2 separate regions of the Oryctolagus cuniculus genome follow, and region 1 is linked to region 2. The links are chromatin contacts, called in public Hi-C maps. All regions are on one chromosome and are shown on one strand. Each heading gives the region's core, a stretch centred on a gene start, on an enhancer-like site or on the middle of the called end of the contact. The rest is flanking DNA. Distances are from core to core; before and after follow the strand shown. Region 1 holds the start of LRRC4 (leucine rich repeat containing 4). Region 2 overlaps SND1 (staphylococcal nuclease and tudor domain containing 1).

What was found. A called contact is a pair of places that touch in the nucleus more often than the background predicts.
Region 1: a Hi-C map of psoas muscle shows a contact between it and region 2, with 5 times the contacts expected there. The contact joins the promoter of LRRC4 here to the enhancer-like site in region 2. A contact is called at or near these places in 3 of 6 Hi-C or Micro-C datasets (ear pinna, psoas muscle and an unstated tissue).

What each region holds. Positions count from the first base shown.
Region 1 is chr3:164,468,657-164,474,538 of mOryCun1.1, forward strand. It overlaps LRRC4 (leucine rich repeat containing 4), which reads right to left and starts at 4,601. Exons shown (of 2, transcript XM_008258237.4): 1 at 4,363-4,601; 2 at 1,923-4,183. The coding sequence starts at 4,083. The coding sequence ends at 2,125. The region is part of intron 16 of SND1 (staphylococcal nuclease and tudor domain containing 1); the gene reads left to right.
Region 2 is chr3:164,172,722-164,178,420 of mOryCun1.1, forward strand. It overlaps SND1 (staphylococcal nuclease and tudor domain containing 1), which reads left to right. Exons shown (of 24, transcript XM_002712078.5): 9 at 1,542-1,632. Among named protein-coding and RNA genes, the nearest start is that of SND1, 56 kb to the left of the region's middle. Within about 2 kb of position 2,425, at least 1 of the 8 cell types and tissues checked has an H3K27ac peak or open chromatin away from gene starts, as enhancers often do.

The DNA.
Region 1 (5,882 bases), core at 3,351-5,850, 300 kb after region 2:
AACTGCATTATTGCAGACCTCTTAAATCCAGCCCCCCCGGGATCTTGTGCAGCGCTGGTGCTGCCTGACCAGCGGCTTCCACCGACGTGGCGGTTACCTTGTGGCCAGGTCTCAGGGGCGAGGCTGACCCATTTCCCCGGCTTTCCCGGGGCACAGGGAAGGTGGTTATACCCCCCAACAAAGGCAGGGACTAACACACTTAGCTTGTGGAAGGTGCACTGGAATCAGGGTGCTTTTATTTAAGCTAGGAAAGGTTTTTTGACAGCTTTAGCATTTCCCCATACTTTTAAAAAATAGATAACATTTGTCTCCCCCCTCCCCCATCACACTGCTCCCCTCCCCACCACCCTACCCTCCCCCCCTTTTTTTTTTCTTCAAGTAGAAATAACTTGGTCAATGCGCCTAAGAATCTATAGGCTCAGGGTCTTATTCAATTTAACCCTTTGGGGACAGGGAATTAAAAATTGAACAATATTTATTAAAATACAAAAATACACTTTTCTCACATTACAATCAGTGTTCTTTTTGTTGGCATCCCCCCCCAACCCCTACCACCCCCTTTCAAATCTGAACCCTTGAATCCCTTTTAAAGCTAGAATAACAACTGACAGAAGTTACATTACATGGACCAGTATAACAGAGATCTCCATCTCCCCCACCCACAGCCACCCTCTCCCTTCCCCTTCCACATCCTCCTCGGCTAGGCATGGGGGAGGGCAGCTCCCCCCCCCCCCCGGCCCCCATGCAGCAGGACTCCATGCAGAACTCACTCATGTGTGCCTGTGTCACTTCTGTTTAAACTGTGGCTCCCACATCTTCCATGACCCAGCCAGGTTAGGAAAGGCTTCCTCACTCTCAGTGAGCCTGCGCCCTTCTAGTCTTGCCTTTTCCTGCTCCACTCGTGTTCTGCCCCTACCCCATCACCACTACCAGTTGGCATCAGCTGTAATAATCCCTAATGAATCAGCATTTAGAATAGTCACCAAACCCCAAGCCTGAGAAAAGCTTCCACTCCCCCAAGCTCCCCACTCCCACCCAGCCTCTCCTCCCTCACCGTCTTCAAACAAAACCTATTTGAAAAATCATAAAATGCCATCGTTGTCTACAATCATTTGTCAGATACCTAGAACAACAGGTGGACCTGGCACAATGCTAATTTATAGCCTCCGAGACAGTCCGCCTCCCTGCTGCTGCTCTCCCCCTCCCCCTCCCCCACCCCGCCTCCCTGCCTGGCGCCGCACCCCCTTGAGGGGCCGCCTCCTTCTCCTGGGAAACCCTGAATAGACACATGCCTTGCAGAGTGGGTTCAGCCCCACTGCAGGAATCTGGTGCAATGTGCAAGCATCTGACAGCTCCCTTCCTCCCCTGCTCGGGAAGCACTCCATCAGACACATGGTCCCCGGCACAACCCCCGGAGACCTGCCGCGCGCACGGACCGACACTCAGCCCCTCGAAGGATTCATTTGAAAAATCTGGTGGTTTTCCTGTTTGCACTACAGCTACAGATCTATCGTCCCCTTGGCCTCTGAAGAGAAAAATATTATTGCCTCTCAACATTTTGGCAGAGTACAAATTCACGGAGCTTTTTTCAGAATTTTTTTTTTTAAATAAGATAATCTGCAAAGACAGCTCTCGGCTTAAGAAAGATGTCTGTAGAAACGGGTACTCCTGTATCCTATGAAGCATCTTCTAAAAAAAAGACAGGTTCAGTCCATCCCATCCCGCCTGTTCCCTCCGCAGCCCACACCCTACCCCTTTAGGGATGCTAATTGTTGGTGTTTTAGTTTTACCTTAGCAGGTTCAACCTCTTACCAGAAACCTTTTCTGGCAGTAGAGCAAAGGTACATGGGGCTCGTACCCCACAACATTCCCAAGATTCCCCTCCCGCCCCCTTTAAATAGAACTTACAAGTTAGAAAATAGTTTTGTTTTGATTTTTTCTTTTTAAATTTTAATATAATCTGTTTTTTTTACCAGCCCATAGATTTAATATATAAGCATATACAAGAAAAAGTCTCTCCCCACTCTGTACAAAAGTTGCTGTCTCGTGTGTGTGTGTGTGTATGTGTGTGTGTTGTGTGTGTGTGCATTCTATTGCGTTTAAAGTTTTTGAGGGGAGGGGGCATCATATTTGAGTTTCCTGTACCTTGTCCTTGGTATGGGTCTGAATTATATAAGGTTCAGAGATAGTGGTGACTGTGGGGTGCAGAGAGTTCCCCAGGCTGTTTTCTGTCCAGTGGGCCCCATGTGCTGGTTTGTAGGTGTTGTAGTTAATATGGTCATGAATTGTGGGCAGCACTACTGCCCCCTCACCTGATACACTGGCTGGAGCCGCTGTTGCCGCCGCCGAAGCCGCCGCCGGGATGTCTTCGTCCACCTGGATAATCTCAACTGTCCTGGCGGCCGTGACGGTACTCCGCTGCTGGTGCCGCTTCCGGAGCTTGTAGAAGACAATCAACATGGCGGCAGCCAGCAGAGTCACTGCCACAAAGCAACCAATGATGATCTTGGTGGTCTTCATGACTTCATCCAGGCTGGTCTGCATCTTGTCAGTGGTGTCTGTCGCGGGTACCGCCACCTGCTTGGGCACACGGGTGGTCTGAATGAGCACCGTGGTAGAGGTGGTATATGCCGGCTGGTAGCCAGTGGACGTGGTGGGCACAGGCTTGTACTTCCTCGTGGTGTCCTCAGGCGAGATCTCCGTGGTCTCCACTGTGACTGTGGTGAAGAAACTGTAGTTGGAGGTGTTGAGCTCGGCCGTGCTCACGTTGAGGTAGGCCGAGGCGTTGGAGTTGCCAGCCACGTTGGTCACCATGCATGTGTATACCCCCGTGTCTGAGAGCAGCACGTGGGAGAAGTTCAAGGTGCCGTCGTTGAGGACAGAGATGCGCGGGTGGCGGGAGGCGTGGCTGAGCACTGTCCCATTGGGCAGCAGCCACTTCACCGAGGACATGGGGGGAGTCCGACACTTGAGTTCCGCCATCCGACTCTCAGAGATGTTGAGGTCCCGAGGCGCGTCCATGATGAAGGGGGCAGAGCACTGGAAGGAGGCCTGGTCCACCTCCACCAGGTAGCGGCCTCGCATGTGCATGGGAGCGTGACAGCGGCCGCAGCACGTGGAGTTGGTGGGTATATACTCCCGAAGCCACCAGGCCAGCCACAGGATGTCGCAGTCACAGTTCCAGGGATTGTGGTGTAAGTGCAACTCCACCAGGTACCTCAGTGGGCTGAAGAGGTCGTGGGGCAGAGAGGAGAGGTTGTTGTGAGCCAGGTTGAGTTCCACAAGCGAGGCCAGCCCGTCGAAAGCATTCCGCTCAATCAGGCTCACCTGCGAGTTCATGACCCACAGCTTCTTGAGGGAGCTCAGGCCATGGAAGGATCCAGGCCTGATCTCAGGAAAGTGGTTCCCTGACATCTCCAGCTCCTCCAGCCCCACCAGGGGGGTGAGGTTGGGCATATCTTTAATGTTGCACATACCCAAGTTCAGGTACTTGAGGTTGAAGAGCCCCTCAAAGGCGCCCTCAGAGATATACTCCAGCTTCTTGAGCTCCCCCAAGTCCAGGCGCATGAGGGAGGGCACTCGGTTGAAGGCATAGGAGGGGATGCTTTCTATAGGGTTGTTGCGAAGCCAGAGCTCCCGCAGTTTGGACAGGTATTCGAAGGCCCCGCTGGGGATGACAGTCAGCCAGTTGTCGAACAGCTCCAGGGTGTTGAGGCTGGCCAGGCCGTTGAAGGCCCCCACCTCGATCTGCCGGATGGAGTTCCTGCCCAGCTGCAGGACCTCCAGGTGGTGGAGGTGTCGGAAGGTGTCGGCCTGGATCATCTGGATATTGTTTTCCATGAGGTTGAGGTACCGGGTGTTGGAGGGGATGCCCTGTGGGACCTCAGAGAGGCCCCGGCGGGTGCACACCACCTTGCTGAACTGGTTACTGCACGAGCAGACGGAGGGGCAGTTCTGGGGCCCGGCCGAGGCGGCAGCAGCGATGGCTGCACACAGAATCCACACTTGTGCCGTGAGGTAGACGACGGGGAGCAGGACGGCATTCCAGGTGTGGTGCACAGTTACCTGCCACAAGAGCTTCATGGTGTGGCACGTTCATAATTCACCATCGCCTGGGATTTTGGCTCGGAAAGGAGAACCAGCCCTACCCCGGCTTAAGTGAGCTAGGAGCTCCTCTTTCCATCTGAAGAAGGAGGTGGGGAGGGGGCGATTAGAGACGGAGCGCGGATCGGCCGCAAAACCCCTGCCCAAACTAGAGAGCGGCCCCCTCCTCCAGCAGTCCACCCTCGAGGCCAGCCCCCTGCCGGCTAAGACTTTCTACCCCACAGTGCCACCATCCCCACCCAGTTCGCCGTCACCTACCTCGGAAGGAAGGCAGGAGAGAAGTGGCGTGCTGTCCTTAAGCTTTCTCCACGGGAGCCGGGCACCTCGTTCCCATTCTGACTTCTTAGTTTTAATTAACAAAAGGGGGAAGTGGTGGGGGTGGGGAGGGCACAGGAGAGGGGAGGGGAGGGGAGGGGTGGGGGAGACAAAATGGCTTCTAGTAAATCCGGAGCCAGAGACGGCAAAGCCGTGGAGTTGAGGCGCGCCAGGGAGAACCCAGGCCCGGCGGGCTATGCAGGTGCATGCCCCCCCCTCGGCCCGAGGAGCGGCGCCACCAGCGCTTCCCTGCTTTGTCCTTGGACCCTGGCACCGGCTCTCTCCATCCACGGGGGAAGGCGCTTCATCGCCAAAGTGTGCCTCCAGCGCCCCCAGCCCGCGCCCTGGGCCGCCGCCGGAGGGGGTGCGGGGGCGCCCGAAGCCGCCCAGGCCGCGCTCGCTGCCGCCGCTTACTGCTGCTGCTGCTGCTGCGCTCCGCTCTCCGTCGCCGGCCGCCCAGGTCGGCGGCAGCTGATTGCAGTCGTGTGCTCGCGGGGCTGCGAGAGTTAAGAGGAGGTGTTCGCGGCGCCTTCTCCCTCCCCAGACACACACCCCCTTTCTCCTGGCCTTCTCGGAAGGGTTAAGAAGACAAAAACTGGGCTGAGTTCTCCAGTCCGCCGTCTGCTGGCGCGAGGAGCAGTAATCCGTCCAGCACCTGAGGGGCAGCGGCGCCGCGGCTGCGCCGGGACCAGGTCCGCGGGCCGGCGAAGAGCTGGGCTCCCGCGGTCGCGCCCGCTCCGCAGGCCCCTTCGGAGAGTCCGGGGGCGGGCGCGGGTCCGGCGGCGACGACGGCCGCCGCAGCCCCCGGCGGCGCGCAACCGCCCGCCGCTGCCGGGCCCCCGGCGCGCCGCCGGCTCTGGCTTTGTGCAGAGGGGGCGAGTTCGCGGCGCGGGCTCCCGGCGCCTTCAGTGGCTGCGCTGTCCGCGCACTGCTGCAGCGGCCCGAGCGCTGGCGGCGGCGGCGGCGGCGGCGTGAGCAGCGGGGGTCGCGGCTGCGGGAAGCGCTCCCGGGCCCGGGAACATGGTCCCCGCTGGCTAGCGGCGGCGGCAGCGGGGGCCCCGCTCTGGGCGCCCACCGTCTCCTCCTCGCGCCGGGCTCGCGGTGTTGCAGGCGGCAGCCACGCAGACTGCTCTCTCATCCTTTTGTCCTTCAGTCAGAACGTGAATGTACTGCTGACGCATACTGTTCTGGGGAGAAGATTAGCGTGATGCGGAGCTGTGTGCATTAACACCGCTCCCGCCGCCGCCGCCGCCGCCTGCCCGCGAGGGGTTAACGCGGCGCCTTCCAGCGCCGCGCGCCCGCGCAGCCCCGCGCCCCGCGCCCGCTCGGTCCGCCCGCTGCTTCCTTTCTACCCCCTCCTCCCTCTCCCCCTTCCCCCCGCCCGGGGCCGCTGCCTCCCCGCCCCCTCTGGACGCACGGAGCGGGCTGGGCGAGCGGGCGAGTCGGAGTGAGCGTCAAGTGCG
Region 2 (5,699 bases), core at 1,175-3,674:
GCTATTTCAAGCATTAAGGTCAAGTGTTTTTAGATGTTGGTGAACTTCTTCCCTTGGTGGGGTGTGTGGAAGACTTAATAGAGTAGGCAGGAGAGTGGAGGAATGGAAACCGTGCAGACCGTCTACTCTCTACTCTCAATTCAAGGCTTGCCCTGTGGCTTGCTTCAGTCTTGACAATTGTCTTCACTTTGCCATTGAGACAGACAGCTAAGTGAAAAACAGCAAGGTAGATTGAATAATTACTGTTTGTTCCTTCTCTTGGGACTTCCACATCCTTGTGTCCCTGTAAGCAGAAGCACTCACGAGTTTTTGCAGAAGTGCATTTTAGTCTGGGCCATTAGTTTTGGAATGATTGACGTGTCTTTCCCCCTCACCCTGATTGTCTAAATTTTTTAAGATGATTTTAAACTAGAAAGAAACAGTGCTCATATTCCTCTTATTTTTGATTATTCTGTGGTTTTCAGGTTTTTTTTTTTTTTTTTTTTAATTTAAGTTCAGGAAATCCTGTTGGGTTTCTTAATATTCTAAATTTATTTTCGTTGATACTATTTTTCTGCATTCTTTAAAAGTTCCTGCCTCTCTCTGAGGAAAGTAAGTACAATCAAGATGTTATCTCTGTGTTTTATAACATCTGTAGCGATTTTATCCATTCTTTGGAGAGTGCCTATTATTAAAAAAGGCTTAGATCAGGGAATACAAATCACATCTCAGTAATACATGATGACTTGCCTGCTGTTTTGCATGCTATATTTGAGCCACTTGCATTCTTGCTAAAATTGCATCCTCTGTTGAAGTGTTCCGTGAATTGTATGACTACAACATCTTGCTTTGTTTTTACTCATTTTGGTGCTTCTATAAAAAAAAAGGTACAATACTGTTTTTAGAAACAATAACTCTTCTGCACACACATCTACTTATTTCTCACTGTTTTCAAACAGCTGCTTGTTTACTTGTTAATCTATGCACATATTCCACATAGTATTCTTCATCTGATATAGAAAATATCTATTTGTCTTAGTGCTTTAAAATACATTTCTGGAAACATGGTTTATTAATTCTTAGCCAATGAGCTTCTAAAAGGATTTAGTGCATTTTCCCATTATTCTTTAGATGCTTGTTCTTGTTTGTAGGATTTGGTAGCTGATAACAGTCTCGTAATTGAAATGGAAATTGCACAGGCCTATGCTTTTTAAAAAATGTTGTATATGTGCGTGTGTTCTTATTTGGTCTTTTCTTCCAAAGAGAACATTTGTTCTGTTTGGGTCAGCTTAAATTTGTTAATAGTGATTCAGATGATACTGGATAAATCAAAGAACTAGTTATCAAATTTAGCTTGTGCTGTTCGGGCTCAAAGTATACCTACCAGCCACAGGTTTATATATGCATCTTGGATATTTCCACTTACTGTCATCTTCTGTTCTGGGTTTTCCTCTTGCTGTGCTGTAGGGTCAGGTGGGGTTGTGGACACACTGCTTCCCTGGTGGTGGCGACATCAGGTGGAGTGGACGTGGTCTGATCTCGCATCCTTGCTTTGTTGCCAGGTTTGCCAAGGAGCGCAGGCTGAGAATATGGAGAGACTACGTAGCTCCCACTGCTAATTTGGACCAAAAGGACAAGCAGTTTGTTGCCAAGGTAAGTCATTCTGTGCTTTGAAATGGAGAGCAGACATTGATTGGTGAGTGAAAATGCAATGACTTGAATCATTAGAAATGCTGCAGCTCTTGAAAATTTCACAGCAAAGTGTGTGTGTGTGTGTGTATGTGTGTGTGTGGCTTGTCGGGGCTCTTAAAAATTCTTTGGGAACTTTAAAAATTTCTCACTGCAAATTGCCTTAACTTCATTGGAAGTTCATGAGTTAGAGTAGTTGACGTTGCCAGTTTATAATCTCATTTTATCGGGTTTGTCTGCTTCTCAAATGACATCCTGTGGTGTTTCTTCTGTCCAAGTATGTGTGACCTCAGATTTCTTCTTTCTGTTTTGGAACTCGTGTGTGTGTGTGTGTGTGTGTGTGTGTCCCTGTCCTGCCTCGGGATACTTCTCTTCCACTGATGGTGTGTTGGGATGGGTTTTGTTGATAGGAACTGAACTTTCTAAATCCCTTGATTATATCAAGCAGTGCTATAAAAATGGTTTTTGTAGTTGTAGGTTTTGGTATCTTGAATGACACACCTGTTCTCTGTTTCTTCCCAATTTATTTTTCCTTTTGTTCAGAGATGCTAGAACTTTTGTCTTTATGAGCTAATATCCGTTTAATATTCATCCATATTCCTGGACTGAGAGGGTGGCTGTGTTCTTCTCCATTAACCCCGCATTTAGGAAGGGAAGCCACAAGGTGGCGCCATAAACCTGAAAAACCTGGATACTCTTGAATATTAGCAAAGTCTCTGAGGAATTCGCTGGATTTCTTCGCTGTTTTTAATGATGTCGAAAGTAATAGGTCATGGGTGATCAAGTGGCCTCCTCTCCTCTGTAGGTGTGCCAGAGTAGCCATGGGAATAGCCATAGTCACCCGTTTTCGTGGGAGTCCTCTCGTAGCGGGGTGCTCCCTGTGTATCTTCCCCTTTTGGATGCAGACCAGAATGGACATCTGGTTCCTTTTTGCTACGCAGGATACTAGTGTGGAAGCCCCTACATGGGGCTTCTCTATGTCACTCTACATATGTGACGCTCCCGTAATTGTGCTCATGTTCCTGTAACCTGTTCTGTGCTGCAAGGCTGTAGTTACACAATCAGAGGATGATTGTTTACTGACCATGGGAGTCAGGTCTTCAGTTTTCCCACCAACACTTTGAAGTTCTGTGACTTTATGTGGATTAGGCTTGGGAAGGTCCCAATACCTATCCTTATCCACTATCAGCCCCTTCTCAGTTGCAGTTGACGTTGTAGAAAAACCTAGAAGACTTTTGCTGACTGGGGACTAAGACATTGCAGAAGAGAGAGATTCAGAGGTTTAGTGATTGAGCCCATAGCTTTTGCATTTATCTTAAATATGACTTATTGGTAATTAGAAAAGAGAAACTTGGCTGTAGGATTTCTTCCATTTTTAAGATGACAACATCCTGATCTGTTTGTTTTGTAAATAATGTTAATATTTTTATCATTACAATAAAGTTATATTCATTACAATGCCAGAATACATTGCCCCAGAAAGCAACTAAATTAGGGTTCTGAGGAATAACTAATCGGTTGTAGAGCCTTAAACACCCAAATCTAGGTAATATGAATATAGCGTTGCTTAATAGAGAGTAAAATTTATTTGTAAGTAGGGGATCTTCAAACTTTTGAGTTTTTATAAAAGAAAAGTGTGAAGGAGATGAGTAAATACACCCAAATTACATGAAACTCTGATGCAGCTTTTTTTTTTTTCCTTACAAAAATCCAAAGTTGATTATATTCTCTGTCTCAACTTCTGTGAATTATGGTTGATGGGTCAAATCTGGCCCAGCAACTGTTTTTGTGTGGTCTGGAAGATTTTCATTGGGAAAAAAATGGATTTTGTATTGAATAAAATACTTGGCATGATATTTATATAAAATGGAATTTCAGTGTCATGCATAAATGGGAACAAAGCCATGTGTGGTTGTTTACATACTGTCTGTGGCAGTTTTCATGGTACAGTGGCAGAGCTGAGGAGTTATGACAGAGTTGTTGAAAACTGAGTTTTAGCATGCAAAGAATTATCGCCTTCAGGCTTATACCAGAGTTATAGCCTACAGAGCCTAATATATCTGCTCTCTGGCCTTTTACATAAAAGTTTGATGATCCCTGGTCTGTACCAGCCCTAATTACTCAGAGTGCCTTGACATGATGTGGGAGCCCGAGACAGAATACAAATCAAGGCATCGCTTCCTGCATCAACAAAGGCTTGCTGCGTAAGTGTCACCAGTGTTTTGGTGATGGACGTAGTGATGTTCAGGTGCATGTTCCTTATCTCTTTGCAGACTGGCAGCCACTTTAGAAGTACTGCTCTGCACTCTTTTGTGTATAATTTTTTAGTTTTAAGTTTGTGTTTTTAATACAAAACAAATTTAAAGTTACTACAGGTTTATTAAGAAATGTACTAGTTCCATTCCCTCGCCCTTGTGGCATCTCTTTAAGGTCTTAGCTGATTCATTCATTTACCTGAATAAAAGGTTTACATTGCTGTTGCTTCATGTTTTAATTGTATTTATAACCCCTTTCCTTCATAGCATGAAAGATAAGAATTTGGTTTTCTCACTTAAACACACATACTCACATGCCACGTACATGTACCTTCCCTCAATCCTCCAGCAAAGCTATATCATAAGTCAACTAAATTAATCATTCTTCTTGTGGCACTTATCACCACAGTGGTATTGCATATTAATACTGTTTTTCATTTCCTGCACAAGTGTTTGCTTTTACTGGTGCTAGTAATTTTAAAAATTCATATTTCTTTTGTATGTAGTTATTATTAATTCAACTTTCTGACTCTCCTTCCAAGACTTTCAATGTGCTAATTTAACCTTTAATAATACTTTCCTGGAGACTGGACTGATTCTTCCTTTTTGCCTTTTAGAGTGCTGGCACCTTTGGATTTCATCACTATTGTCTTGGGAAGTTTCTTTGCCTTAACGCTTGGGTTGGAACAATACTTTCTGCAGCTCATGACTTCTGTTTTGTGATTTACGATGCATTCTATAACTTCATGGCAGAATGATGTTTGGGAAGTATATTTCTGAGCCCTTTCATATCCATTTTCTACTTATACTTGAGTGATAGTTTAGCAGGGTATAGAATCACTGATTTAGAAGTTTTTTTCCATTAAAGTTGTTAAGGTATTGCTTGGTTTTCATTTAGCTATTACAGTGTTTTCTAACTTACTTTTTTTTTTTAAAGGTTTTATGCCATTCTGTTGTTTCATTTTAACATGAGGTTCTTTCTGTAAAGTTTTAGCTAATTCTTTTTGATCCAAGAATTTTGATTTCATAGTGATGTGCTTTGTTTATACATATGTGAACATATTATGTGCCAATGTTTAGCCCTTTATTTCTGGGACTTTTATTTTTTAGATTTCTTTATATTTATCCTTTAGCCTTTTTTTGGGGGTAGTATTTTATATATGATACTGTTTCCATTTCTAGTAGCTTTTCTTTCCTCTAAATGTTTCTATTTCATATATATGAACATTTTCTAAATTATGATTTTATAGTTTATTTGAAAGAGAGACAGTGCTCCCATTTGCTGGTTCACTTCTTAAATGCCCCGAACAGCCAGGGCATGGCCAGGCTGAAGCCAGGAGCCTGGAGCTCCATCTGGATCTCCCACAAGTGGTGGCAAGACCCAACCACTTGGGACATCATCTACTGTGTTCCAAGGTATACCTTGGCAGGAAGCTGAGGAGTGGACCCAGGACCAAAACCCTGGCACTAGGATGTGGAGTGCAGGCTTTTCAAGTGGCATGTTAACACCATGCCAAATACTTGCCCGTCTAATGCCACCTTCAGACGTGAATATCATGTTTCGGTTTGTGGAGTAATAAATTTTCCTAGTTTTAGAGGTTTCTTTTCTCTTCATATTCACTCCCTTGTTGAGTTGGTTCTCCAGTTTTCATTTGAGAGGCTTTACTCAGGTATTTGGCGTTCATGGTTGGTATTAGATCAGTGATCCTATGGGTGGCATTTAGGGTGTACATCTAGAAATCTAGGTGATTCCTGTAGAGATTTAAACCTGATCTT